5 separate regions of the Sus scrofa genome follow, and regions 1, 2, 3 and 4 are each linked to region 5. The links are chromatin contacts, called in public HiChIP or PLAC-seq and promoter capture Hi-C maps. All regions are on one chromosome and are shown on one strand. The core of a region is the stretch at or near the end of the contact, and the rest is flanking DNA. Distances in the headings are between cores, read along the strand shown. Region 1 has its middle 180 kb from the start of ZFP36L2. Region 2 overlaps LOC106509843 (a long non-coding RNA gene). Region 3 overlaps THADA (thyroid adenoma-associated protein). Region 4 overlaps THADA (thyroid adenoma-associated protein). Region 5 holds the start of ZFP36L2 (mRNA decay activator protein ZFP36L2).

The links. Promoter capture Hi-C pulls out the DNA fragments that hold promoters and counts their contacts. HiChIP or PLAC-seq counts read pairs in DNA pulled down with a chosen protein or histone mark.
Region 1: a contact with region 5 is called in an H3K27ac HiChIP or PLAC-seq map of skeletal muscle. The contact joins the enhancer-like site here to the promoter of ZFP36L2 in region 5. A contact is called at or near these places in 2 of 5 promoter capture datasets (fetal liver and liver), 20 of 47 Hi-C or Micro-C datasets (alveolar macrophages, brain, embryonic fibroblasts and 12 more) and 2 of 2 datasets of contacts at active chromatin or transcription factors (alveolar macrophages and skeletal muscle).
Region 2: a promoter capture Hi-C map of fetal skeletal muscle shows a contact between it and region 5, with 8 times the contacts expected there. The contact joins the enhancer-like site here to the promoter of ZFP36L2 in region 5. A contact is called at or near these places in 3 of 5 promoter capture datasets (fetal liver, fetal skeletal muscle and liver), 13 of 47 Hi-C or Micro-C datasets (adipose tissue, blood, brain and 8 more) and 2 of 2 datasets of contacts at active chromatin or transcription factors (alveolar macrophages and skeletal muscle).
Region 3: a promoter capture Hi-C map of liver shows a contact between it and region 5, with 10 times the contacts expected there. The contact joins the enhancer-like site here to the promoter of ZFP36L2 in region 5. A contact is called at or near these places in 1 of 5 promoter capture datasets (liver), 3 of 47 Hi-C or Micro-C datasets (adipocytes, liver and retroperitoneal adipose tissue) and 2 of 2 datasets of contacts at active chromatin or transcription factors (alveolar macrophages and skeletal muscle).
Region 4: a contact with region 5 is called in an H3K27ac HiChIP or PLAC-seq map of skeletal muscle. The contact joins the enhancer-like site here to the promoter of ZFP36L2 in region 5. A contact is called at or near these places in 3 of 5 promoter capture datasets (fetal liver, liver and skeletal muscle), 29 of 47 Hi-C or Micro-C datasets (adipocytes, adipose tissue, alveolar macrophages and 16 more) and 2 of 2 datasets of contacts at active chromatin or transcription factors (alveolar macrophages and skeletal muscle).

The regions. Positions count from the first base shown.
Region 1 is chr3:97,379,722-97,382,472 of Sscrofa11.1, forward strand. No RefSeq gene overlaps it. Among named protein-coding and RNA genes, the nearest start is that of ZFP36L2, 180 kb to the left of the region's middle. Within about 2 kb of position 1,385, at least 25 of the 83 cell types and tissues checked have an H3K27ac peak or open chromatin away from gene starts, as enhancers often do. A contact at or near this core is called in fetal skeletal muscle, liver, omental adipose tissue and 3 more, where this site is marked.
Region 2 is chr3:97,429,536-97,432,420 of Sscrofa11.1, forward strand. All of the region lies in intron 4 of LOC106509843 (a long non-coding RNA gene), which reads right to left. Among named protein-coding and RNA genes, the nearest start is that of TRNAI-UAU, 140 kb to the right of the region's middle. Within about 2 kb of position 1,291, at least 27 of the 83 cell types and tissues checked have an H3K27ac peak or open chromatin away from gene starts, as enhancers often do. A contact at or near this core is called in adipose tissue, fetal liver, fetal skeletal muscle and 3 more, where this site is marked.
Region 3 is chr3:96,989,284-96,992,123 of Sscrofa11.1, forward strand. All of the region lies in intron 28 of THADA (thyroid adenoma-associated protein), which reads left to right. Among named protein-coding and RNA genes, the nearest start is that of THADA, 120 kb to the left of the region's middle. Within about 2 kb of position 1,293, at least 11 of the 83 cell types and tissues checked have an H3K27ac peak or open chromatin away from gene starts, as enhancers often do. A contact at or near this core is called in liver, where this site is marked.
Region 4 is chr3:96,971,609-96,974,308 of Sscrofa11.1, forward strand. THADA (thyroid adenoma-associated protein) reads left to right here. Exons shown (of 40, transcript XM_021088406.1): 28 at 373-464. Among named protein-coding and RNA genes, the nearest start is that of THADA, 100 kb to the left of the region's middle. Within about 2 kb of position 1,438, at least 9 of the 83 cell types and tissues checked have an H3K27ac peak or open chromatin away from gene starts, as enhancers often do. A contact at or near this core is called in adipose tissue, alveolar macrophages and skeletal muscle, where this site is marked.
Region 5 is chr3:97,198,976-97,201,675 of Sscrofa11.1, forward strand. It overlaps ZFP36L2 (mRNA decay activator protein ZFP36L2), which reads left to right and starts at 1,420. Exons shown (of 2, transcript XM_003125190.6): 1 at 1,420-1,780; 2 at 2,316-2,700. The coding sequence starts at 1,730.

The DNA.
Region 1 (2,751 bases), core at 135-2,634, 180 kb after region 5:
CTTGGGAACTCTCACTGCTTGGGAGGGGCTGTGGGCAGTGCTTCTCACAGGCTGGGGGACCGAGCCCTTCCAGCTCTTATCCTGTGCCTGACAAAGGACCAGGCACTGGGTCAGACAAAAAGGAAGGGAGGGAAAGGAAGAAAGAAAAGGAAGAAGGAAGGTCTGGCTCAAAGAGGCTCTTTACTCGGGAGGCCACCAAGGACACCAGTCTGTACTATTGGGTCCCATGGGACTACCCAGGCTGGGTCAGCCTCATCCCTCTCTCCCTGGCGAGGGACTTTCAATGTCACGCTGTGACCGGGTGGCCTGAGCTCTGGGAGGTCAGGCTGGTAAGGACCACTGCCAGGAAGGGTACCCGCATCCCTGCCCCTCCATTTGGACGTCTTGGATACCCACCCAACATCCTTGAATCGGGATCAGGATCCTTGGCCCCCGCATGACAGCTGGGCAGTCGAGAGCCCTGCCTTGGAGAAAAGTATAATTCAGATCCTAAACTAAGTTGGGGCTGGGATGAATTCTTCACTTGTTGAGAATGAAACTGAGGGGCAAAAGCCCCAGCCTGGGATGTCAGACTCCTGGGCTGGAGGAAGAGGACAAAAAGAGACAATACGAGCCCCAGAGATTCAGCAAAGAGGAGAGTGGGGAGGGGCCGGGCCCATTTCCCCCAAGGTCCCAGAGACCTAGGATGTTAGTATCAGAACGGGAAGAGGCCTGGGGAGACAGACCCTCTGATGCTCTGGGTAAGGACCCGAGAGGATGCTTGCTATAGAAGGGAGGGGCCATAAGCCAAGGAATAGAGGTAGCCTCTAGATGTGAAAAAAGATAAGGAAATGGATTTTCCCCTGGAGATGCTTTGACGTTAGCCCAGCGAGGCTGATTTTGGACTTCCGACTTCCAGAATTGTAAGAGAATATATTTGTGTTGTTGAAGTCACTCAGCTTGTGGTGATTTGTTACAGCAGTAACAGGAAATTCATCCACTTGCCTAGAGATTGAGAACGAGCAAGTGGTCCAAGCTTCCCTGGCCCTGCAGACCCAGCTCTATGGAATCCCCATCCCGCACTGGTTGGGGCTGGGCTAGCAGTGCAGCGAGGCCCTGAAGGGGCTCAGACCACACAGTGAGTTCTGGGCCTTTGGAAGGTGTGTGCGTGTGTGTGTGTGTGTGTGTGTGTGTGTGTGTGTTAGAGCAAAGGGAAGAGCACAGCTTCTTCATGCATTGGAAATTTCTGGGCGGACGATCCACCAAAGGCATGTCAACGTTTTCCTCTCCAGGAAAAAATAACTCAATCCCTATCAAAAAAAGTCACAGTCTCACATGCGCTTACATGAACGGACGTGTGGGTCCTTGGGAGAAGCGAAACAGCCCCTCCCCTGCTCCAGGCGTCTTTAATTTTCACGGGGCAGGGAGCACAGATGAGGGAGGCTGGGGGAGCCATCAGCCAGAGGGCTGTGGACACATTGTGACATCTGGATTTCCCCAAAGCTCACGGGTCCTGTGGAGGGAGCGCTCCCCCCTCCCCTCCACCGCCCCGCAGCGCTTCCCACTTCCACAAAATCTCTGGGAAGATTTGACACATTTTTTTTTTAGCAGCAGAGAGCAATTGGAATTTCCAGCTTAATTCCAGATGTGGTGCTGACTCTGCTGGGGAGTTTGGCTTGATACAGCATCCGGGAGGCCCGTTGTTCCATTGGATCCCCGCCCCCCATCCCCAAACCCTGGCACTGGCCTGCACGCTTGTGTGTGTCCCCTCTCCTCTGCTCTGGGTCTTGCGGCTGGGCTTTCCTGCGGGGAGCTGCAGAGCGCCCATGCGTGTGGTTTTCACACGTGTGGAGAGGGCTGGGTGGCGGATGGGCAGCCTGGAGCCCAGGTGCCTCTGGGGCAGGGAGTAGGGGCTGTGACAGAACAGGAACCGAGTCACGCGGGGTGTTCTGGGAGCATGGACAGGGCCGGAGGCTGGATCTGGAGCAGGCTGGGAGGGGGTGAGGGGGGAACCGAAGGGTCAGTGTGGGCTGAGGTCATAGCTGGTGCCTGGCCAGGGGCTGCCGGGAAGGCAGGCAGAAAGGAAAGGCCCTTTAGGCAGCCAGCGCACCCTGGTTCCTGGGGCTCAATCCGCCAGACGAGACGTCAGGACCAGATGGCTCCTCGGCAGGAGTGAGGGTCCCACTGGTGCCTCAGTGAAACCGCAGGAGGATCAAGAATATCCAAAGGGGGAGTTCCCGTTGTGGCACAGAGGGTTAAGAGCCCAAATAGTATCCATGAGGACACAGGTTCCATCCCTGCGCCTTGCTCAGCAGGTTAAGGATCCTGCATGGCCACAAGCTGCGGTGTATGCCACAGAGGCAGCTCGGATCCCACGTTTCTATGGTTATGGTGTAGGCCAGCAGCTATAGCTCTGATTCAACCAGTAACCTGGGCACGTCCATATGCCCCAGGGGCTGTCCTAAAAAAGAAGAGAAAAAAAAAGGAATGTCAAAAGGAACTGATATATGTATATGTGTAATTAATTTACTTTGTCGTACACCTGAAATTAACACAATTTTGTAAGTCAGCCATATTCCAATAAAAAATTTAAAAAGACTGTTACCCACTTTGGCCAGCTTGTCTGTGATTTCTCTAGGTAGTAGACAAAACAGTGGCCCCAAAAGAGGCCCACATATCTACTCCCCAGAACCTGTGAACAAATGTTAACCTCACAGCCAAAAGGACTTGGCAGATGTGATCATGTCAAGGAGCTTGAGATGAGGAGACTGT
Region 2 (2,885 bases), core at 41-2,540, 230 kb after region 5:
GGAGCATACTCTATTTCTTAGCCTGGGAAAGGAAAAATAAACCCCAAAGAGCGACTCCATTCAAGTGTGCGTTATCTGGCTCATCCTAGCCACGAACTCTCTCTCCTCCCTTCTCCGACCGGGAAGTACTGAGCCTACAAACAGCCCCCATGCCCACCCCTAACCCAGCGTGGGCAGACAATGGGCCAGAAAACCCAGCTCAGCCAAGGCCTCTCCCTGCAGCCCCCAAGAGGCCGTAAGATTGGGAAACACAAGGCTATTTTTAATGTCCTAGTTGCCGACCCACCGCGGCTCTGCGAGCCTGAGAAATGGTATCATTTGTGGGAGGTGGCACTGATTTCTTTTTTAACTTGCTCAGACAAAGCCACATTTTTGCAACTTTCAGAAAAGCCAAAAAGGCCACACTTTCCAAGGGTGACCCCTTCCTGGGCCTGCCCTCCTGCCCCACGGAAGGGCTCGCTCAGGTGTGTCTGGGAAGGCAGCCCCCCCACTGGCATGTGCTGGGCAGGGCCCAGGAAACAGAATAAAGGCCCAGACAGCACCCAGGAGATCCGGTGAACCAGGAAGGAGCAAGACGGGCAGAGACCCGTAGGATCGGAGAGGGGTAGAGTCCTCCACCTGTGAGGGAGGCCCGTGTGCTGGGGGACAGGCAACCACCTCCCCTGGGGGACAGGCAACCATCCCAAAGAGAAAAGGGTGAGAGGTCACACACAGAGGAAATGGTTTCGTGCTAGTCACCCAGCTCCCAAATCCACTGGGGGCAGGGGGCTTTGTGCAGTGGATGTGTCCGGGGGCCAAGAGGGTGCCCCCAGTGGGCCTACCAGGCTGAGGCAGCCCTTGAACTCTGGGCTGAAAGAATCCAACTGTAATAACAGGAGCCCCTCTGTTCTTGGGGCTTCTAAAGGTTTTTGCCATGAGGGCACGACCCCACCTGGGCTCCAGAGGCCTCGCCCTGCCCTCTTCCAGGACAAAGAGATGGAGAAAGATGGATGAAAGCAGAGAGAGGCCCAGGTGGGGCAGAGAAGTAGAGAGAATACAGAAGCCTGAAGATGCAGAGAGACGGAAAAGCCAAAAGTGGGGAAGAGGGAGGAGGTTTTTCTTTGTTGATCCCCAGCCCCAGCTCACAGCTGTCAGGACAGACAGAAGGGTGACCGCTCACGAGGACCAGACTAGAGGGAGGCGAACAGTGGACTGCTTCGTTTCCCCACCTAGCCTGTGGCCCACAGCCTAGAGGTGGGGTGGGAGCCCGGGGGTCTCTGCTCACCGCCTGTGCACCAGCCCCCATGACCCACCGGGAAGCTGACTTCCCCGCCCGGCCCACACTCACTCAGCCCTTCCCTACACGCACTGGCCCTGCGACCTTGAACGGCTCTCTTCATTTCTCAATTCTCTCATCTGCAAAAAGGAGATAATAATAGTACCTCCCTCCCTTGGGCGTTTCGAGGATGAATTTGACAAGGCACGTGTGTGCATGTGCGTGTGTGTAAATGCTTCACACATGCCTGGCACACAGTGAGGGCTTGATAAATAGCAGCTTTAATGCATGTGGCATGTGGTCAATAAATGGTGGCTGTTATTGCTGCGATTCCCGGGGAGAGGCGGGGCTGGGAATGTTGGGAAAGAGAGCAGAGGGCAGGCGGGAGGGGGAGGCAGAGGAAGGAGCCTGGCGGGAAGGGGCCAGAGGAAGGCGATGCAGAGTTAGCAGAACCATATGCCCCAAAGCTGGACGGGCCTTGAGACCACCCTGACTCACCCGTGGCACCCCTGGTGCTGACCCTAAAACGGATACCCAGGGGGTGGGGGTGACGGAGCGGGGCCTTCCTACTGATGGCCACACATCCCAGGTTCCACAGTTCCCCACACTGTGAGCTCAGGTCAGCCTCACACTGAGCCCTCAACACCCCACCCTGGGGATGTCTGCCCTTTGGTGGGACAGTTTGGAAAGCCCAGGCCCCAGAAGAGCAGAACAACAGCCTGAGAGGTCAGCAGGTGACTCAGGGCCCATCCCAGCCCCCAAAGCATTTACGGGAAGCGCAAGAAACCAAGCAGAGTCTGTCATCCTGGCTGATCAGAGAAGCCAGTGCCATGTGAAGAAGGGCGCCCAGCAGCCACTTTAGCTGCCCGGCATTATTGGAGTCTGGTCCTTCTGTCCCGGGAAGCCCAGGTTCTGGGGAGGGGACAGACCTTCAGCCTCTTTACAGCCTTCAAGAAGCACCTCCCCACCACCACCCAAGCTGACCCAGAGCCTGCTCTGCCCGCACAGCTGCCATCTGGGGCCCCAGGCCCAGCCCCCACCTCCCTCCCAGAGAGGGGCCCAGGCAACACCTCCCTGGTCTCGGAGGCAGGCAGAGGAAGCGGAGTCAGACTTTAAGGGCCACGGGAGGGAAATCTGGAGACCTGAGTTGTAACCCTGGCTTGCTCCCTGTACAGAAGAGGCTCACTCTTTCAGAGCTTCATTTGCCTCCCCCAGAAAATGGGAATAATAATGTTTACATGGTGGGCACTTGGTGAGACAATGGCACATATCTCACCACTTACATAACACTCTGACCCGCTCCTTCGTGGGTGGTGAAAAAGAGCGGTTGGGTGTGTGTTAGTTGGCAGCCTAAAGACTGTGGCTTTCGGCAGAGCTGGGTGTTTGCATGCAAACTATTCACTGGGAGGTGGATTAAATCTAGAGGCTGGTCCTTCCAGAATCTTGAGGCTGCATGGGCGGATGAGGGCGCTGGAACCCCATGGCACGTTCCCCTGGACTAAGTTAACGCTCCACACCTCAATTTTCTCAACTGTAAAGGGGGACGATAGGAGTGCCCCAGGCATTTGATGCGATGATTAAATAAAGTAATCCACACGGATCCTTCAGCACAAATGCTCAATGCAAGTGG
Region 3 (2,840 bases), core at 43-2,542, 210 kb before region 5:
ATTGTGATACATTAAATGTCCTGATGAGCAAGGATGGATTTTGGGGGGATTTTCAGTTTGCTCTAGTGTTTGATATTTTGCTCATAGAATGACAGCCTTTGCTAAGAGTGAAACATGTTGATAACAAATAGCCTTTTAAATTTAATTCAAGAGGCAGTTAACAAAACTTATGTTTACGTGGAAAAACTCTCAGGCCTGAGGATATTAAACATGTATAAACAAACATGCGCATAAACACACAGTCTACTTCATAAGCCTTTATTTGGCTGGGAAATGCCGATTTTATATAATTTCAGTCTAAAAAGTATTGGCTGATTGATTCAAAAAAGAAAAATTTGGCTTTTTTTCCCCTCTCAATTTTTCTTTGTACTTCTTCCTTGTTACTTTAAAAAAAAGGTTTTATAGAAGAATGATTATAGATTGGGTAGATCCACGGTTTTTGGATTTCTTTGCTATGTTGCTTAAAGCTACTATTATAGAGTTGCTCTTCAATTGAAGTTGGAAAAACATAGGCTGACATTTGTGTTACTTTCCCCTGGGGTGGGGGTGGGGACTAACCATATGACGCCTCAAGGATGAAAACTGTTGCACGCAAAAGTGGATTTTGAGGATTTCCTGAAAGATCTGCATACAACCAGTGTTATTTTTTGAAAGAATTTAAAAAATAAAATATACTTCATTGTAATAGTGAAGTAAATGATCAGACATAATAGAGTGTGTTCATAATAAAAAAAAGCCATCAGACTAATATTAATGAAATACAGACCAGCTTATTTTTATCTCCTTTGGGCACATTTAAACTTGCTACCATAGGCAATTCAGGGAACACATACCTTCTTCTAGAGCACTGGGGGGAACTTTTCTGCTCTGTGACTCTGACTTGACATACTTTGTTACTGAGAGAAGCCTTAGTATATATATTTTTTAATTGTAGTAATTCAAAAGAATAAAAATTTTTGGAGGGGTTGAAAAGATCCTGGTGCACCATTGGAATTTGCCTTTAGTAAATGTAACATTTGTTTTCTAAAGAACTATAACAACATACTTAAATTCCAGAACAGTAAGCAAAATAGCTTAAGTTCACTGACTTGAAAAAACATTCTTTTATACTGCACGGTTCTAAAATAAATACTTAAAAGAAACAGAGAGCAAGCCATTCTATCTTGGATTTCATTTTCCTTCAGATAGAACAGCTAGAACAAACATTCTTGCTAGTTAACATTGCCTGTGTTTTTATGAAGTTAATAACTGACCTGTCAATCACGCCCTATATAAATACGGTAGTTGAATGCTTTCTGCTTTAGAAGCACTTTTATTTACAAGAGCTGCCAGCCAAGATTTCCAAAGGACTCCACGGGCTGTTTGCTTTGATCTGTTTTGAGGGCTGGTCTCTTTATACCTGTTGGTTTGCTATTTATGATACCTTTGTGTAATCAGGTATGGGGAGAGCAGATGTGCAGAATAAACACGTCTTAAGGAAACCAAGGCTCAAGAGAAATGGTGTAATTATGCACCAACAGCTTTAAAAAAAGAGAGAGAGAGTATTTTCTTAAATCAACTTAGTTGCTGTTATGACAGGAGAACAGATGTTGTGGTATTCACCCCGGAGAAGGAAAAGAGTCTCTCTTAAATCTCAGTTTATAATGAATGGAGGTGGTGTGTTTATCCCCACCCTTCAAACTGTTGCTCTCCTTTAAATTTGTAAATTGCTGAGATGTTGCAGCTCTTCTCAGTTGACTTTTACCTTTGACCTTTTTTTCATTTGCTCCTTCCCTAGGAAATGTTTACCACATGTCTCTATCCAAATAAGCAGCTCTCTGGGGAAGAGTTACCTTTGCATTTTGAACTGAAAATGCTCTTTTAATGTTTAGGACAGATTTCAGAAAGGGATGGCTTTTTGTTGTTGTGACTTTTATGATTTTGATTTGGAAGATGATTGAAAGGTACAAACATCTAGTTATGAGATAAATACTAGGGACACAATGTACAACATGATAAATATAATTAATACTGCTTTATGTTATAAATGAAAGTGGTTAAGAGAATAAATCCCTCAAATCTCACTTCTAGGGACCTGAAAGTCAAATTCATCTTTGCTTTATCCCCCATAGTGCCAAGCACGGCACCTCTGCTAGCATAAGGGTGCAATACAGGAAAGAATGGCAGAAATTAAGAGAAACCCAAGTCCTTTGGTCATGTTTCCAAAATGATCTGTTGATCATTTGGTCTCGTTCATCTTTCAATTAAATGATGCCCTAATAATTCCTGTGCATTATATTTCATGCTGCTTTTCTCTAGGAATTTGAATGTTTGAATATATTAGAGAGATTGTTAACTTCTATTTAAGACTGCCGTTGTAAGAAGTGTAGAAAAGGGGGATTCTTAGTTGGAGATGCGTCTTTGCGTGGTGGGTGGTGTAGCCCATTCTGGCTCAGAGTAAACGAACTTCCACTGCAGTGTCCATGAGACTGCAGGTTTCAAAAGTCCCTGCCTCACCGGATGGTTAAGGCATCGGGGATGCTGAGAGCTGTTGTTGTTAGGCTGTATACTTTTCATTCATTTTTTTTTTTTTTTTTGGTCTTTTTGCTATTTCTTGGGCCACTCCCGTGGCATATGGAGGTTCCCAGGCTAGGGGTCGAATCGGAGCTCTAGCCACCGGCCTACGCCAGAGCCACAGCAACTCAGGATCCCAGCCGCGTCTGCAACCTACACCACAGCTCACGGCAACGCCGGATCGTTAACCCACTGAGCAAGGGCAGGGACCGAACCCCGCAACCTCATGGTTCCTAGTCGGATTTGTTAACCACTGCGCCACGACGGGAACTCCTTCATTCATATTG
Region 4 (2,700 bases), core at 188-2,687, 230 kb before region 5:
AGAGCTGAGCTTTTTACTGGGGTATTATTCATCATCAGAAATGTTGTGGAAAAATTAACTTTTTTTTAAAGTGTTATTCGATGATATAAGCACAAAGAAATAAAACAGTTGGTGGTAATATTAGAAGTATGAAAAAAGCTGTGTTGTGTGGATGTGGTTAGACTATAGAGCTCAGTTTGAGAGGAAGTCATAGAGGGAATTACTACAAAGTTAGTGAAAATTGTCTTATTTTATGAATAGAGACCATATCTCCTTTAGCCCTCCACTAGGAAATTGGGTAATGATTTTGAATATCTAGTTTTAACATTGTAAATGTTGGTGTTATGCCATGAATATGTCTTAACCTTTATTGTATATACATTTTTACATTAGGTGAGAAATTCATCCACGCTTCTCTTCAGTACCTTGATCACAAGGATATTTGGAGTTAAAAAGGGAAAGGATGAACTTTCCAAAAAAAATAGGTAAGCTTCATCTAATGCTAACTTCCCTTTTTACAAAATATTGTCGTGGCCAAAAATAATTTTTGGAATTTCACTTACTTTTATAGATTCCTCTAGAGTATATAACTATAAAAACACTATAGTAAATTAATCTATGCTGCCAAGTTCTAAACCCTTGGGTAAAAATATCTACTGTTTAAATAAGTGGACCTTTCAGAGCAACAAAAATATAGCAAGGTAGCAAGGACTTGAAATGTAGAGCTCGTTTCCCAGTGCAACAGCTAAAGTTTTGTTGATTTGCATCTTCTTCGAGTATTCCCGAGATGTCTTAAATTGCTTTTTCTTGATATGTCATCAAGTACTGGCTCGTGCCATATTGTTGCTTTTATAGTAACTGGAAGTTTAAATGTTTATGATGTGCTCATCAGAACACGCCCCAGATTACATTGCATTAAGCTCTCACCAAGGTGAGCAGTTGCAAATGTTGGCCACACGGGATAAACAGTGCTTGTTTACTTTTAGGTCTTTGTTGTGTTTGTTCCCTAAGAGGTTTTTCTGTTAAGGTTTTTTTTTTTAAATGTCTGGAAAAAAACTTACTGAAACACTTTGATTATGAGGAATTTTTAGATACAATGCATAAGTTCTGTTTGGTGGTTTTTAAAGAGAAGCTTTGAATAGTTTCTTTAGTACTTAGGCTGGTTTTAATGGTAGTCTAGTGGCTTGCATGAGTTAACACTAGATGTCACTGTCGCTGCATGCTTAATTACTTTTAACTTCAGGATCTGATTTGGCCCAGTGGTCTTCCTCTGGATGAACTAGAGATAAATCAAGCTCCATTCCTCTCCTACCTAAAAAAGTGGATGATCGCACTTTTAATTTCAGTTTTAATCTGTTGTTTATTAAAATATGTATTCTTGGCAGTTCCTGTTGTGGTTCAGCAGTAATGAATCCAACCGATAACCATGAAGATGCTGGTTTGATCCTTGGCCTCACTTAGTGGGTTAAGGATCTGGCATTGCCATGAGCTGTGGTGGAGGTCACAGACGCAGCTTGGATCTGGCATGGCTGTGGCTGTGGTGTAAGCCAGCAGTCGCAGCTCTGATTCAACCCCTACCCTGGGATCTTCCATGCGCCACATTTGCAGCCCTAAAAAGCATATATATATATATATATATATATTCTTATGATGGAACTAGGTCTTAGGAATTAGAAAATATCATGAAATAATTTTGTAATACACTATAAGTAATTCTGGTGAAACCTTCTGGTAGTTCTGAATTGTCATTTAAATTGCTACATATCACCCTATAAAATTCAATAAATATTTAAATGGAAAGCAGTTGGCTATAAATGTGTGAATCCCTTGAGTATATTAAGGAAAGGCTAGAGAAGTTTTTTTTTTTTTCAGCTGAGTTGTATTTTTCATAACGATCACATTATTCCTTTGAAAGGATGATTAGTAAAAAGATGATTTTTACTATTTAGCTGATTCCTAAATAAATTCTTCCTGTCACTAGGTTGAAATCGCTGATATGTGTTTCTTTTTAGGTTTGTTTATTTTGTTAATAATTCAGTTGTGCTAAGGTTTAAAACAGTTTGGTCATATTATAATGTAAGGCCATGATAAGTAGTGTAAATAAAATACGGTATGAGGTTTATCAAGCAAGTGAAATTGATGTTTAAAGCTGAATTCAAAAAATGAAGAAATGCTTTTTTTCTCTTTTACTTTTTATGAAGAGAATGATTCTTGGATGTGTATACAAGTTTTACTATGTACAGGAGAAAATGATCAGATTCATTTTGCATAGGTTACATCTGAAACAGGGTGGAAGAGTAGCACATAAAAGCACATAGTCCTAGTCTCTTTGCCACAGCATGCTTATGGCAACCCCATTATAACTTCATTCCTCTCAAATAAGGAAGGTTACAAAATATATAGCTTTCCTAGAAAGAGGGAAATGGAATAGTCACGTAATTGTTTTGAGTAAAAGCTAAAAAGTGAAATGAAGGCATTAAGAAGTTAATTTTTTAATGTGATGAGCATCTTTGGTAAGAGTTTTTATTTCAGTAATCTGAAGGTTGGTATATCTCATTACATAGACAATGCTTTTATTCTCTGTTTAATCCTTAAAGGGTATATTTCTTGGCAGCATCCACTGGATTTGCTTTGCGAAACTTTGAGTGTCTTACACTTGCCATTATTTGTTATGGTTCTTTTAGCTGTAGTTTATTTAATTATGCCACTTTTGGTCAAAAT
Region 5 (2,700 bases), core at 170-2,669:
GGGAAGGGGGCGTGGGTAGCTTCTTGGCCTTGCGCTTACTGGACCTTTCAACTTAGGCCCAGTTACAGCCTAGGCTGTCAGGTGTGCGAAATCATGGGCCCAGCTCCAGCTTTTTGGCAGCATATGCGAAGACGCGGAGCGAGGAGTCCCGGACCAGATCTGCTCGAGTAGGGCCGACAGCGGCTTTAGCCTCCCTGGGCGCTAGGGGGGGCGTCTGCCCCATACCCACAGGGCACCCGTTGGCAGAGCATTTCCCAACGCGAGCTTTTGGGGGTGTGGGAGGAAACCCGGGCGAGCCCACCAGACGCGTCCTCGGTGCCCAGCCCTGCCTGGCTGCGGGTCGGCCTCAGCCAGAGCCTGCAGCCCACAGGTTCTGCTCACAGTTAAGGCGGGGCGCGGCGCCCTCAACGGCCGGAGGGAAAGGGCTAGGAGGCCGCGCCTGGCCAAGGCTGCGGAGGGCGGGAGCCTCGGCTGGCAGCTGTGCCACCACCCCCGGGAGGGCTGGGGAAGACCGAACCGACCGGCAGACAGACAAGGTGGCGGGAAGTGGCCTCCATGCCTGCACGGCTCTCCCGGCCTTTCCTCCAGTCCTCCCAGCCGGCTCCCCCGCCCGGGACGCCCCGCGCCACTCCGCGCCTTTGGCCCTGGCTCAAGGTCTTGTGATGTGATTAGCAAAGCCAGCGCCTTGTCCTCAGACACTCAGCCCTGCCCGGCAGGCCCCGGCGCTCAAGCCCTGTTTACTGCAGCCTGGGCGGGAAGGGGGGCGGAGAAACGGGCCCAGGCTCCTCCGGGCAGGACTACCCCGGCAGCCGCCCGCGTGGCCGCTCCCGCCCCCACACCCACCGCACTCCACGTGCAGTCGGGATGGAGCCACCACCCATCCGACTCAAGCCCTCGCCCCCCCGCCCCCCCCGGCCGGAGCACCCTTTGCAACCCAGTGGGGCCGCGCGGACGGTTGCAGTATTCTTGCATTTTGCAATTCCCGCGCCCAGTATAAGACCGAGGGTGGGAGATAAAAACTCCGCAATTTCGCGTAGCAGGATCGGGCGGGGAGAGACACGTCCAGGGCTGCAGAACCCCGGCCAGCTTAAACGTGCTGGGGATTTCCAACAGTGCAGCCCCAGAGGAGGGGAGCTGAATCTTCCCGCCGCCACCTAGCAGCACCCATCTAGGCCGAGCTCTCCACGCTGCCCCGGGCGCCCCAGCGCCCAGCCCCGCCCCGAGGCCTCCCCACCCCCCTCCCCCAGAGAAAAAAAAAAATTGGCGGCGGCCAATGGGAGGCCGGGAAGGCGCCTGACGTCCGCGAGCCGGCGGGCGGCGTTGCCTGGAGACCCCGGCGGGGGTCAGCGTTCTGTCCCCTCCCCCGGCACGCCCCTCCAGCCTCTGCCGCGCTGCGGGACAGTATATAGGGCGCGCGCTCGCAGGCCGCTGAGTTCCAGCAGTCCGAGAGCTGCCGTCGGCTCCGCGCGGGGGGGCGGGCCGGGCACCCCGGGGCGCGGAGGAGCGCTCTAGCTTCACTCTTTCTTTCCCCCCACTCCGCACTCCTGGGCACCCTCAAAACCAGTCCACGCTGCTGCCTCCGTTCCTTCTTTTCTCGCCCCCCAGCAAACTTTCGATCCCTCCCCCGCCCCTCGCCCGTTATTCGTCGTGGCTCGAGCCGGCCGCGCCGCCGCGAGGGTTCCTCCGGACCTCCCTGCCTGCAGCTCCGACCATTACAGGATCCAGAAACATGTCGACCACACTTCTGTCCGCCTTCTATGATATCGACTTCTTGTGCAAGGTACGCGGGCGGGGAAAGGAGGGAGGGAGGGAGGAGGAAAGGCAAGAAGGAAGCCCTTCGAGATTTCAGGCTTGGCCCTCTGCCCTCGGCTTTGGGAGTCCTTTCCTCGCCTTGACTTTTGGGTTCGGGAAAAATCCTGGAGTTTGCAGTGTGTGTTCTCGCGCCTTGTGGGCGGAGAGAAGGAGAAGAGAGGAAGGGCTGGAGGGAGTAGCTGTAGCTGTTTAGTTTCTCCCCAGCCGACCACAGCCACGCTGCCCGGGGCTTCCCGGACGGGGTTTGCGCCGCCCAGGCCGGCGGCCCACGGCTGAAGATCACATGTTGCAAGCCGGCGCGGCCTAGGGTGGGAGAGTCCGGCTCCTCCCAACTCGAACTTGATTCTTGTGCTCTTGTAAGGGTGGCGGTTGGGGGCCGAGTCAGAATCCGAAAAAAGGGAAAAGAATCAGAGAGCTGCAAGTGGTTGTTACTCTGCAACTCCTCCAACTCTTCCCTCCCTTTTCCACTTTTCACCCCTTCCCCGCTACCCTCCTTTTGGCAGACGGAGAAATCCCTGGCCAACCTCAATCTGAACAACATGCTGGACAAGAAGGCGGTGGGGACGCCTGTGGCCGCTGCCCCCAGCTCGGGCTTCACCCCGGGCTTCCTCCGACGGCACTCGGCCAGCAACCTGCACGCGCTCGCCCACCCAGCGCCTAGCCCCGGCAGCTGCTCGCCCAAGTTCCCGGGCGCGGCTAACGGCAGCAGCTGCGGCAGCGCGGCGGCCAGCGGCCCGGCCTCCTACGGCACCCTCAAGGAGCCGTCGGGGGGCGGCGGCACGGCCCTGCTGAACAAGGAGAACAAATTCCGGGACCGCTCGTTCAGTGAGAACGGCGATCGCAGCCAGCACCTCCTGCACCTGCAGCAGCAGCAGAAGGGGGGCGGCG